Linked DNA regions of Mus musculus: region 1 is linked to region 2. Evidence: chromatin contacts called from public HiChIP or PLAC-seq data. All regions are on one chromosome and are shown on one strand. The core of a region is the stretch at or near the end of the contact, and the rest is flanking DNA. Distances in the headings are between cores, read along the strand shown. Region 1 overlaps Rin3 (Ras and Rab interactor 3). Region 2 overlaps Slc24a4 (solute carrier family 24 (sodium/potassium/calcium exchanger), member 4).

Region 1 (5,181 bases), core at 1,876-4,375, 110 kb before region 2:
ATCGCAGATGTGGTGGGCTGAGATGAAATCCCACTGGAGTAGGGCAACACTAATCCACTGTGGCCCGTGTCCTCATAAGAGGGAAATGAAGACACAGAGAGCACATGGGAGATTGCTGAGTGGAGACCTCTGGGTTTTCGGACTTAGGGGTGAGGCTCGATCAGATCCTACCCAGAGCCTGGAAAGAGCACAGCCCTGCCCCACTTTGATCATGGACTCCCACCCTCCACCATCGAGGCTCTGTGGTTCTGTGTGTGTTACCATGTTTTAGCACTCCCTGCAAACACACAGGGTGCCTTTTCCTAATGCGCACGGGCACAAGCATGGCTAGTTCATTACCTGTCTTGAAGGCACTGGGAGGCACCGTTTCCTCCCTTGCCCAGATCACCCTGTGGTGTGCCCAGGGAATACCTTCTACTTTCATCCTGCCTTAGTTCTGTGGGGGAGTCCAAGCCTGCTTACCTGGGTTGCCAAGAGCCATGGAGTCATAGATGAGCTTGCAGGTCTTCAGCAAGATGGAGATTTTCTTCCCTGGTGAGTAGGCTTTGTGCATGCTGGTCAGCTTCTGCAGGATCTTCTCCATGACAGCCACCTCAGGCACGCTGGTGGTCACACCCAGGTCGGTGGTGGTGGTGGCCAGGACCACTAGCTGGTTCTCCTTGAGCTGCTGCAGTGAGCCATCCCGGCTGTGGATCTCCAGCAGGCTGGAGTTGATGGCCTCCTTCAGGGGCTTCAAGACACACTTGTACAAGGCTGACTCCACTATGGCCTCTGTCGGGGTGAGAGCACAAAAGTGAGAGGAGGAGCTACCTCCTGCCTAGCCCCGCTGTCTGGCAGTACAGCCTTTCCATCCCTGGTTTCTACTTAGCTCTGACATGCAAGTCACTCTGCAGGTGCACTGGCACCAGAACCTGTGATACCCACTATCCTGGTCTCTCCAATGTAGTGCTCTTCCCAGGGCTGGGATCAGAGCTTGCCTATAAACACACATTTCAGAAGGCACTAGACATACTGCGGTTATGCAGTGTGCAATCTGGGCAGCTGTGTCCTAAGGGCAGAATTAATCTTAATGCCTGTTGCACTTCTCAAAATCCACATGATTTGTTTACATTGTCACCGATACATGCATTCCTTGACTGCACTGCTCCTTCAGCCTGCCAGGCCTGCCTTTACCCCTAGACTTTTGCATTTCAAACTCCCCATGCTGCACAGCCATCCACACAGCTTGCCCTTAACTATGCAGCTATTACCGGAGTCAAGTGCAGTCCTGCTCAAACTGTGGGATGGAGCTTGGATATCATGATAACTCTGTAACATGGATGCCACAATGCCCCTCTAATAATAGACAAGTTGCTGGGCAGTGGTGGCACATACCTTTAATCCCAGCACTCGGGAGGCAGAGGCAGGTGGATTTCTGAGTTTGAGGCCAGCCTGGTCTACAGAGTGAGTTCCAGGACAGCCAGGGCTATACAGAGAAACCCAGTCTCAAAAAACCAACCAACCAACCAACCAACCAACCAAACCAAACCAAACAACCCAAAAGAAACAATAGACAAGTTGGGCCCTGATGGGGTCTCTGGAGGCTAAGCAAGGCTTTGACTCATGGCTGCTGCTCTGGGTGACCCTCTGGAATGGCCTCATCCCTTGACTACTGACCCTTCCAAGAGGAAGCCTGAAGTCCCGTCACTCTAGGAGGGAGGCTGGATGGCTTTTCTCTCTCACAGAGGCTTGGCTGGAAGCTAGTCTTGTGCCTGCTTCTGCCCTTTTACCAGGAGAGCACAAATTGCCTGTCTCTCACCCAACATTGTGGAGAATCTGTCCTGGCAGCTGGCCACCCAGGGACAGCTGTCATCCCACTGTTTCTGACAAGTCAAGTTCAGACTTCCTTTGCTTTGCCCAGGATCGCCTTATACTGGTGACAGTTCATATTGAGTGTCAACCTCATTGGATCTAGAAGCCCTTTGGGGACAATCTGTGGGCGTGTCTGAAGGGAAATTTCAAGATTAGGTTAATGCAGGTGGAAGACCCACCCTAAATGTGAGCAGCATGATTCCATTGTGGCCTTGGGTCCTACCTAGATTGAACAAGGAACAAAGGAACTGAACACCAGCATTCATCTATGCTTCCTGACTGTGACTGCAGCTGCCTCATGCTCCTGCTTTGGGCCCTACCTTCCCCCTCACAGCGACTGTATCCTCAAACTTGAAACAAAGTAACCCTTTTTCTTCCCACGCTGCTTTTGTTAGGTATTTTGTTACAGCAGCAGACTGGTAACTAATACAACTGGCCCTGCCCTGAGCCATTACTGGATGGCTCTGGATCACCATCCCTCTTCATAACTCTCCTCATGCCCTCTGGGATCCATCCCCTCGAGGCCAAATCCACAGCTCGAGGTTCACAGCCTGGTATGAGAGGCCTACTACTCCTCCTGCCTCATCTCCCACCTCTCTGCCTGTCTCTGTGGCATCACCTCTGCCTGGAAGAAGACCCCACCCTCCAACTTGTGCTTAGGCTATGGGTCTTCTCCTCCTCTGTTCAGGCACACATGACCAACCATAGCTTCTTCTGGGCTGCAGTGAGATGTCCACGTCCTTCCATGTTCTTCTATGCCTGTTCATGGCCTCCCAACCTGCATGCTGCCTGAGATCTTCCCTGGGCACATCTACTTTAGTCTCATGGCTGCATGTGTGTTTCTGGGTTCCAGACATCTGTCTTCAGCCCTCATTCTCAGCAGCTTCCATTCCATCTCCTGGATGTCCAGTGAGATAGGAGACTATCTTTATGACATAGAAACCCTGGGCTTTTCTCCTGGTTTGGGCCTTCCGGCTTGTAGCTATGAGCTCCCAGTAATGCTTATACTGGCTCTTAGCTATCCAGAGCCATATGAAGTCAGCTGCGTCTTTGCCCACTTCCATGGACTAGATCTGTGCCCGGTGTCTCATTGTGCTGTCTCCTGCCCAACCTACTTGCCCCCAGTGTATCTTGTCATGAGTGTAGCTCTTCTTGCCTCTAGTCTCTCTGCTCCTACTCAGCTCAAGGACCAGAGCCGTGCTGAGCACACGTGAGGCCCTGGCATTCCTGCTTTGAACTTGCCACAGCAAGGTCCTTTGCAGAAATGCTAAATCTCAGGGTTTGTGATGCTGTGACCTACCTCTCCCCAGGCCACCAAACCTCACTTCCTGCCTACTTTACACTTATGTCATCTTCCTTTATGGCTTCCTGGCTTTCTTACAGATTACCTGTCATTTGTCAGAATAAGAGCTTCCTGAGGGCAGGAGGGCCATATGATTAGCTGGCTTGCTGCCATGGTTTTTTTGTTTCTCAGTACAACAGGTGGAGGCATAGTGCTCTGACAGCACTATAGATATATATTTATATAACTCATTTCCTCCACAGAGAAGCTCTGTAGAGCAAATGCTTGGGTCTCTGGGACATGGTAGCTGTTAGTGGATAAAGTCAGGTGGCTTTCGAATGCAACACCCAGAGCATCCTGCCCAGGTGAGCCCTCTATCCCTGGTGAGGTACACACATAGGTATAGCCTCCTGAAGAGGCAACTGCCAGCCTTAAACCTCAACACATCACTCACCACCTTACTACTGGACCCTAATACGGTGGCCTGTCAACTATATCGGTTCTCAGGATCCATCCATCCATCCATCCATCCATCCATCCATCCATCCATCCATCCTGCCTGCCTGCCTGCCTGCCTGCCACCCACCCATCCATCCACCCACCCACCCAATCATCCATCCATCCAAGATCATTTCCCTCAGGGAAGGCAATACTTAACATTCTTTTTTCCTAGGACCTCTCATTATGAGACATTATCTTGTAGTGACTCAAAGCATCCTTTTTGAGTCCAGAACTGATGCTCTTAATTACTGGGAAGAGGAGAAGGAGGAGGAGGAGAGGAGGAAAGGTTCAGGACCACAAGGAGGCAGTGCCTGGAAGGACAGCAATGTTTATAAGGTAGTTCCAAAATCTCTCAATACGTTTTTTTTTTTTGTTTTGTTTTGTTGTTTTGCTTTGCTAGACAGGGTAGCCCAGGCTGACCTCTCAACTCCCTGTGTAGTTGAGAATGGCCTTGATCCTCCTGCCTCTACTTTTCAAGTGCTGGGACTACAGGTAGGTACTATGATGCCCAGCGACAGCACTGTGGTCTGCCTGAGTCTTTCCATTGTTTATGCAGATGTGTAGGTGGCTGCAGGGAAAAATAACACCTGTCATCACCGAGATTTGAGGCCGGTGGGGGAGGGGAGGGCTGGTGGGCTGTTTGCCAGTAGTCAGGAATGTTGGCTGCCTTGAATCGGCTCTCTAAGAAGTGGTTCCTGAGAGAGGGATTTGGGCCCAGGAGATTTGTGGGAAAGTCAGGGAGGAAGAAGAAAGAGGACATAAGGCAAAGGGGCCCCAGAGGCTGTTCTGTGTCCAGGGGCGCCTGAGTGTATTTATGCACCGCTCTCCCGCCCGCCCGCCCTCCCAGCTGCCACTGACCGAGTTCCTCCTCCGAGTGCAGGGTGGGTTCCACCAAGGCTTTGAGTTCAGTGCTCTGTAGCAGGTAGCTCTTGAGCTGGGTCATCATGGTACGGATCTCCTGCAGCATCTCAGTGCTGGATGTCTGGCGGGCCATCATCTCCAGGCTGTACACCTTGTAGTCCTGCACCAGGCTGCCGAAGTAGGAGCTCTTGTCCTGTGCCAGCTCCACCACCTTCTTATACAGTTTGCGGTCGCTGGAGAGGAAGGCATGGAAGACGCTGGCGAAGCTGACGAAGCTGAGGCGGTGGCGGGCCTTGTCCAGGATCATTGAGGGTTTCTTCTTCACGTTGGGGCTGCTGAACTCCAGCTCCTCCTCTGCACTGCTGGTTGAGTAGGAGTCCTGGTCAGCGGCCGAGGCAGGCACCCCCAGGCTGTCTGAGAGTGAGGCCTGGGAACCCTTGAACTCTGGAGAGCTTTGGGGACAGCTGCTGGACTGAACTTGGAGGTGCTGCATGCCAGCTTGCCGGACAGGACTCAAGCCTTCCCAAGATGCACCAGTCGCCTGTTTCTCAGAGGATGCCTCCTGTATGGGGCTCTCCAAGGGACTGAGAAGGGTTGAGGCCAGCTGCCGGGAGACCCGCTTCTTCCTTGGGGGTGGTACTGGGGGTTGTTTGGCCTTCCCAGGAGGCACTGGTATGCTGTCAGCA
Region 2 (5,138 bases), core at 1,228-3,727:
GAAACATACCTATGCACTTCTTCAGGAAGTGGCAGGACTTACTGTGGATCCATAATTAATAACCATGGTCTGCAGGCCCCACGGGATGCCAAGCCCCACCAGGATATCAAACACGTTGCTTCCGATGGTGTTAGAGACTGCCATGTCTCCAAGACCTGGAGAATAAGCAACACATTCCTTCCATCAGGAGTGGATCTCAGGGAACCCTCATTCCCTCTCTGAACCCCTCTATCGGGGCTGTTCAAAAGAAGGGGAGTCCTTCTCGGGCTCTATGCTTGTAAAATATCTGTGTGGTCTAAGATTCCTTCTTTTCATGAGACCTAAAGGTTCCTTTTGTGGGTGGGATCTGTACGTGGATGTCCTGACACCACACCAGCACTTCAGATGTGGCCTTATTTAGAGGCAATGGGCTATGATGAAGGCATTAGGCTGAGTCCTGGTCCTAGAGTCCTAGGGAAAAGAGAAATCCAGATATCAACAGTACATAGGAGAAAACCATGCAAGCACAAAGGTGGCCAAATAGAGTTGGGAGAGGAAAAGGCTCATAGCTGCCAGAAGGTGCCAGCCCTGCCCACATCCTGACCTTCATTTTACAGCCTTCAGGAATGTGAGGTGTAAATACTGTTTAAGTCCCCCTGCCAACATTGGCTTTAGCAAATGAACACAGGCTCCTCCGTTATTCTCCTGTCCGACTTGACAGCTGCCGTGCTCAAGGGCCTACCGCAGGCTCTGCTCCCTTTAGTTCTCTCAGCTTTGCTGGGTTTGGGTGGGACCACCACTCTCATGTGGCAGGTGACCAAGGCCTAACCCTTTGCTAGAGGCTCAGCCTCAGGATGCTGGGCCCACATCCTTTCTACCAAGCCATGATTTGTATCTGTGCCTGGACAGTGGTATCCATGTCCTTCTCTGGGTCCACAGAGCATCAGATCTTACATTCTGGTGGTTTTGGAATGATGACCTTTCTCTTTCCAGACAGAGGCTATTGTTCAATCCCCTTCTTGCCCCACTGTCCAAGACCTTGTTGATCACACAGCCAAGGCACTTCCTCTCTTGAAGAACTAGAACAACTTTAAGAAAAGAGTTGGCAGAACTCTGATGTTGTAACCTGGCACCCACAAATGTGAGCAGAAGGCCCAACCTTGGAACACAAGTGTCTACAAACATAACATCACTTAGGTAGCTGTGACACTCATCAGAAGCCCATTCAGCATCCAGACCTGTATCTTCACCATCCTCCTGTGAGCCAGACCTCCCCTCCTGTGTTCTCATTGCTGTTCTCTGATGACCCCCAACCCCAGTGCATGCCTCTTCCTTCCTGGTGTGAAAAATTTTAGAATCTTGGCAGCTTAGGGCTCTGAGGTCTGGACTCTGGTCTAGCAGGCTCCCAGCCTCAGGTCCCATGAAGGAATGTGCTTGGGACCAACTCCTTGTACCTGGTGAGGATAGGCTAAAGATGTTGGAATTTGGAGAGGAGGGGTTGAGTGCTTCTCAGGGCAACTGTCAGAGCTGCACAGGTAGCCGGGAAGATAAGTAACTCTTTGAGGAGCCTTGGAAAGTGTGAGTCACACCTTAAGGAGTGCACATGTCACCTGGGGTTTCTGTAAGAAGCAGGTGCTGACTGAGCATGGCTGTGTAGGATCTGCGGGTTTGGATATGTCATTGGGGGTGCCCCAGTCAATACCTGCCAGGCTTTGCCTGTAGGGAGCCCTATGGAGGTTGGTGCAGATGCTCCTGTCAGAGCACCTTTGTGATTCCCTGCTTCACACAGTTGACTCTGAATGGGGCTCCGAACCCTTTGTCATAGAGACCCTTCTACTCTGACCATGTGGACTGGGTTCTGTCGATCACATCACTATTAACTTAGGACAGCTTGGCACCCCAAGCCTCAGCCTCACACACATTTCTTCCACTGTAGCTACTGTGCAACAGTTTCCTGCTATAGAACCCTGCTTATCCCTGTTCCTAAATGAGACCCTTCATTGAGCCCATTGGGACCTTGAGGCGTCTAGAATTGCAATACTTCCTGCTTGTGTCTAAGGAAAACATCCTTTTGCCTTGTCTTCCCTTAGCTCCACTCAGGGGAGACTTTGTTACCTTTGTGCTGTGGACTATGTGAGACTGACTTCCCCTAGGCTCATGTGACTGAATGTCTGAGAGGCCCCCGTGACCCTCAGTTTTCTTCTCACTCGATGTATTGTGCAAGGAGCTGTCCCTACCCTGCCTCTAATTCATGACCTCCCAGATCCTCTGGCTGTGACTGGGTTTAGAATTTTTACAGATGCCAATAAATAAAGTTATACTGAAGTAAGTGGGCTCTAATCCAGCTGTTCTTGTAAGCAGGAAATGTGGCTGCAGATACACAGAGGGACACACAGCCCATAACAGCAGAAACAGAGCCCACAGCGGGACACAGCTACAGGCCAAGCGAGTCAGAGAGGTGTGGTTCACACGGAATCGAGTAGGAATGTGAAGAGTGCATAGGCCCCACAGGCCCTGGGGCCCTGGCGTCAAACTTCCGGTAAGGTAAGTTCAATTGTGTGGAGCTGTCCTGGAAAGGGCAAAGGTCACCCAAGTAAATTCCATTCCCCTCAGCTGCTGCTTCCAGTGACCTCTAATTCTGTCAGGCACTTGCCTACCTACTCTCCCTACATGCTCTCACACTGCCTTCTCTTCAGGTCTTCTCAGCCTTTGAATCTCTTGGAGAAATGTGCCTTAATTTGCAGAGCCAACTCTTCTCCCTGGCACTGCCCTCTCCAGCCTCCATCTTGTTCCACCTGGGTCACTTCCTAAACCCCAAAGAAAGCCCATACGCAAAGCAAAACACTTCACATCTTCTAGAATTCAGGAGAACAGACAGAGCCAGTGTCTGGGAGTCCTACGATGCCTGCCTGAGTCAGACATGGCTCTCATATGTTATGGCTTGGACCTACAATGTTTCCATCAGCCTCATGTTCTGAGCACTTGTTCCTCAGATGGAGGAACCTGTTCCTTAGATGCATTGTGGAGCCGCTGGGAAGTGGAACCTAAGTTTTGACACTGGGTCACCACTTCCAGCCTCTGGTTCCCGATCCACCGCCATGTGGATACTCATTACCACCCATGCCCAATGCCACATTGTGTGCCCTGCAGTTTCTGCTGTGATGGGCTGAGCTCTCTGGAAACCACGAGCAAAGATAAAGCTGTCTTCTTTTATGTATTGTGGAGTAATTTGGTCGCAGCAGAACAAAAGTAACTAAAGCATATAATCAGTCATTTGCTGTATGACTTCTAGGTGGAGGCTCTGTCCCGTCCCACACTGTAACCTCAGGACATGTCTCCTTTAAAACAACCACATAGGAAAGCACTTTGAAAGATCTAAGGGAGTCCATCTCAGTATTTGTCAGAGTATAGCTTTTTCTTCTGGGCATACCAAGACCATCCCATATCCATCAAGGAGCAGAGATAACCTCAGCCCTGTAGTCATGGCGACGAAATGAGTGCAGTACATTGACAGAGGGGCCTGTGGTGAAGGGGGTGGGGGTGGAGTGGGGAGACTATTGACTTCTCAAGCAGGAGAGGGATGAAGATCATCAGACCTTTACCTGAGAGTCTACCTACTACTCCCTCCTGCCTCCAAGTAGCACAAAAGCCTATTGGCTCTAGCATCCTCTTGCCCACCAGGGCCTGTGCAGCTAGGATGCAGGAGGGAGTTGTGGGTGGGCTTCTTGATGCAGCTCTCACAAGGTCATCGTCCATGGTGGGGTGGGACTCATAGCAATGCAGGGAGGTTTGGGGGTTACCCATATTCCTGTAAGTGGCTCCTCCACACCCCCCCTCCCCCATGCTGGAAGTAAAGCCAGTAAACTCCCTGGTTCCCCAAGCTAGAGTTGGATGGAATTTCTTTGGTCTGTCATCAGCGCCCTGTATGGGGTGGATAGATATTTGTCCATGTCTCTCCAGGAACAGGGAAGGAGACAGGGAACTTGCCAGCGGGGGATGGGGGCTGAGGCTTAATCCATACCTTGTCTTGCCACAATTAAGCTTGCCATGCAGTCTGGAACACTTGTGCCTGCCGCCAGGAAGGTGATGCCCATGATGACATCGGGGATCCCAAGTGTGTATCCAATAATAGTCACCTGCAGAAGAGGCCAGGGTCAGGGATCAGGGCCAACTTAGAATGTAACGGCCCTGGACACTCCCTACCCTGTGTGCTATTTTTACAGTTTATTTTTGAAGACTTTTTTTTTTTTTTTTGAGGTGGGTCCTATATAGTCCAGGCTGGCCTTGAACTTGGCAATGGAGCCAAAGGTGACCTTGAACTCTGAGTCTTCCTGCTTCCATCCACCTCTTAAATGATGGGATTACAGGCATGCAGCACCACACCTGGTTCATGTGGTACTGAGGACTGAAGCCAGGCCTTTATGCATGTCAGCTGAGCCACAGCCTCAGCCCCTTAAGAAAAACTATAGGTTTTGTTTGTTTGTTTGTTTGTTTTTGGTTTTTGAGTTTTTTGTTTTATTTTGTTTTGTTTTGAGACAGGGTTTTACTATGTAGTCTTGGCTAGCCTAGAGCTTTCTAGACCAGGTCGGCCTCAAACTCATAGAGACACTCCTGTCTCTTCCTCCCCAGTGCTGGGATTAAAGGTGTGTGCAATCCCCTCAGCAAGGAAATCTTCTGTATGGCCCTGGCTCCACCACACAGTATCTGCTTATTGCTTTAACACTTTCTTTAAAATTGTTTATTTCATTTAATTAATTAACTAATTAATTAAATGCGTATGAGAGTTTTGCATGCATGTATGTCTGTGAACCACATTCATGGAGAACCCAAGGAGGCCAGAAGCATCACATATCCTAGATCTGGAGTCACAGATGCTCGTGAGCTGCCGTGTGGGTGATGGCAACTGAACCTGGGTCTTTGGGAAGAACAGCCAGTGTTCTCATCCACTGAGCTCTCTCTCCAGTCCTGCATTAAACTTTTTTTTTAATAAAATTAAGTGAAAAGAACAGTTAACTACCAATTTTAAAGAGCCATTGACAATTGCTATTAACACATTTCATCTACAGGTGGGTCTCAACCTCGAGAACACAGACGATCCTTATTAGCACCACGTTACAGGGTCTCACTCCCAACGTGAGGCTTGCATTCAGGTTTAGTGC

The links. HiChIP or PLAC-seq counts read pairs in DNA pulled down with a chosen protein or histone mark.
Region 1: an H3K27ac HiChIP or PLAC-seq map of trophoblast stem cells shows a contact between it and region 2, with 16 read pairs. The contact joins two enhancer-like sites. A contact is called at or near these places in 1 of 39 promoter capture datasets (hippocampal neurons), 33 of 484 Hi-C or Micro-C datasets (CD4 T cells, the G1E-ER4 cell line, Th1 cells and 20 more), 5 of 115 datasets of contacts at active chromatin or transcription factors (astrocytes, embryonic stem cells, fibro-adipogenic progenitors and 2 more) and 1 of 9 other capture datasets (embryonic stem cells).

What each region holds. Positions count from the first base shown.
Region 1 is chr12:102,369,160-102,374,340 of GRCm38.p6, reverse strand. Rin3 (Ras and Rab interactor 3) reads right to left here. Exons shown (of 10, transcript NM_177620.4): 6 at 4,493-5,181; 7 at 463-771. Among named protein-coding and RNA genes, the nearest start is that of Lgmn, 68 kb to the left of the region's middle. Within about 2 kb of position 3,125, at least 31 of the 459 cell types and tissues checked have an H3K27ac peak or open chromatin away from gene starts, as enhancers often do. A contact at or near this core is called in trophoblast stem cells, where this site is marked.
Region 2 is chr12:102,259,355-102,264,492 of GRCm38.p6, reverse strand. It overlaps Slc24a4 (solute carrier family 24 (sodium/potassium/calcium exchanger), member 4), which reads right to left. Exons shown (of 17, transcript NM_001362345.1): 14 at 4,001-4,115; 15 at 43-155. Among named protein-coding and RNA genes, the nearest start is that of Gm25203, 8.2 kb to the right of the region's middle. Within about 2 kb of position 2,477, at least 66 of the 459 cell types and tissues checked have an H3K27ac peak or open chromatin away from gene starts, as enhancers often do. A contact at or near this core is called in trophoblast stem cells, where this site is marked.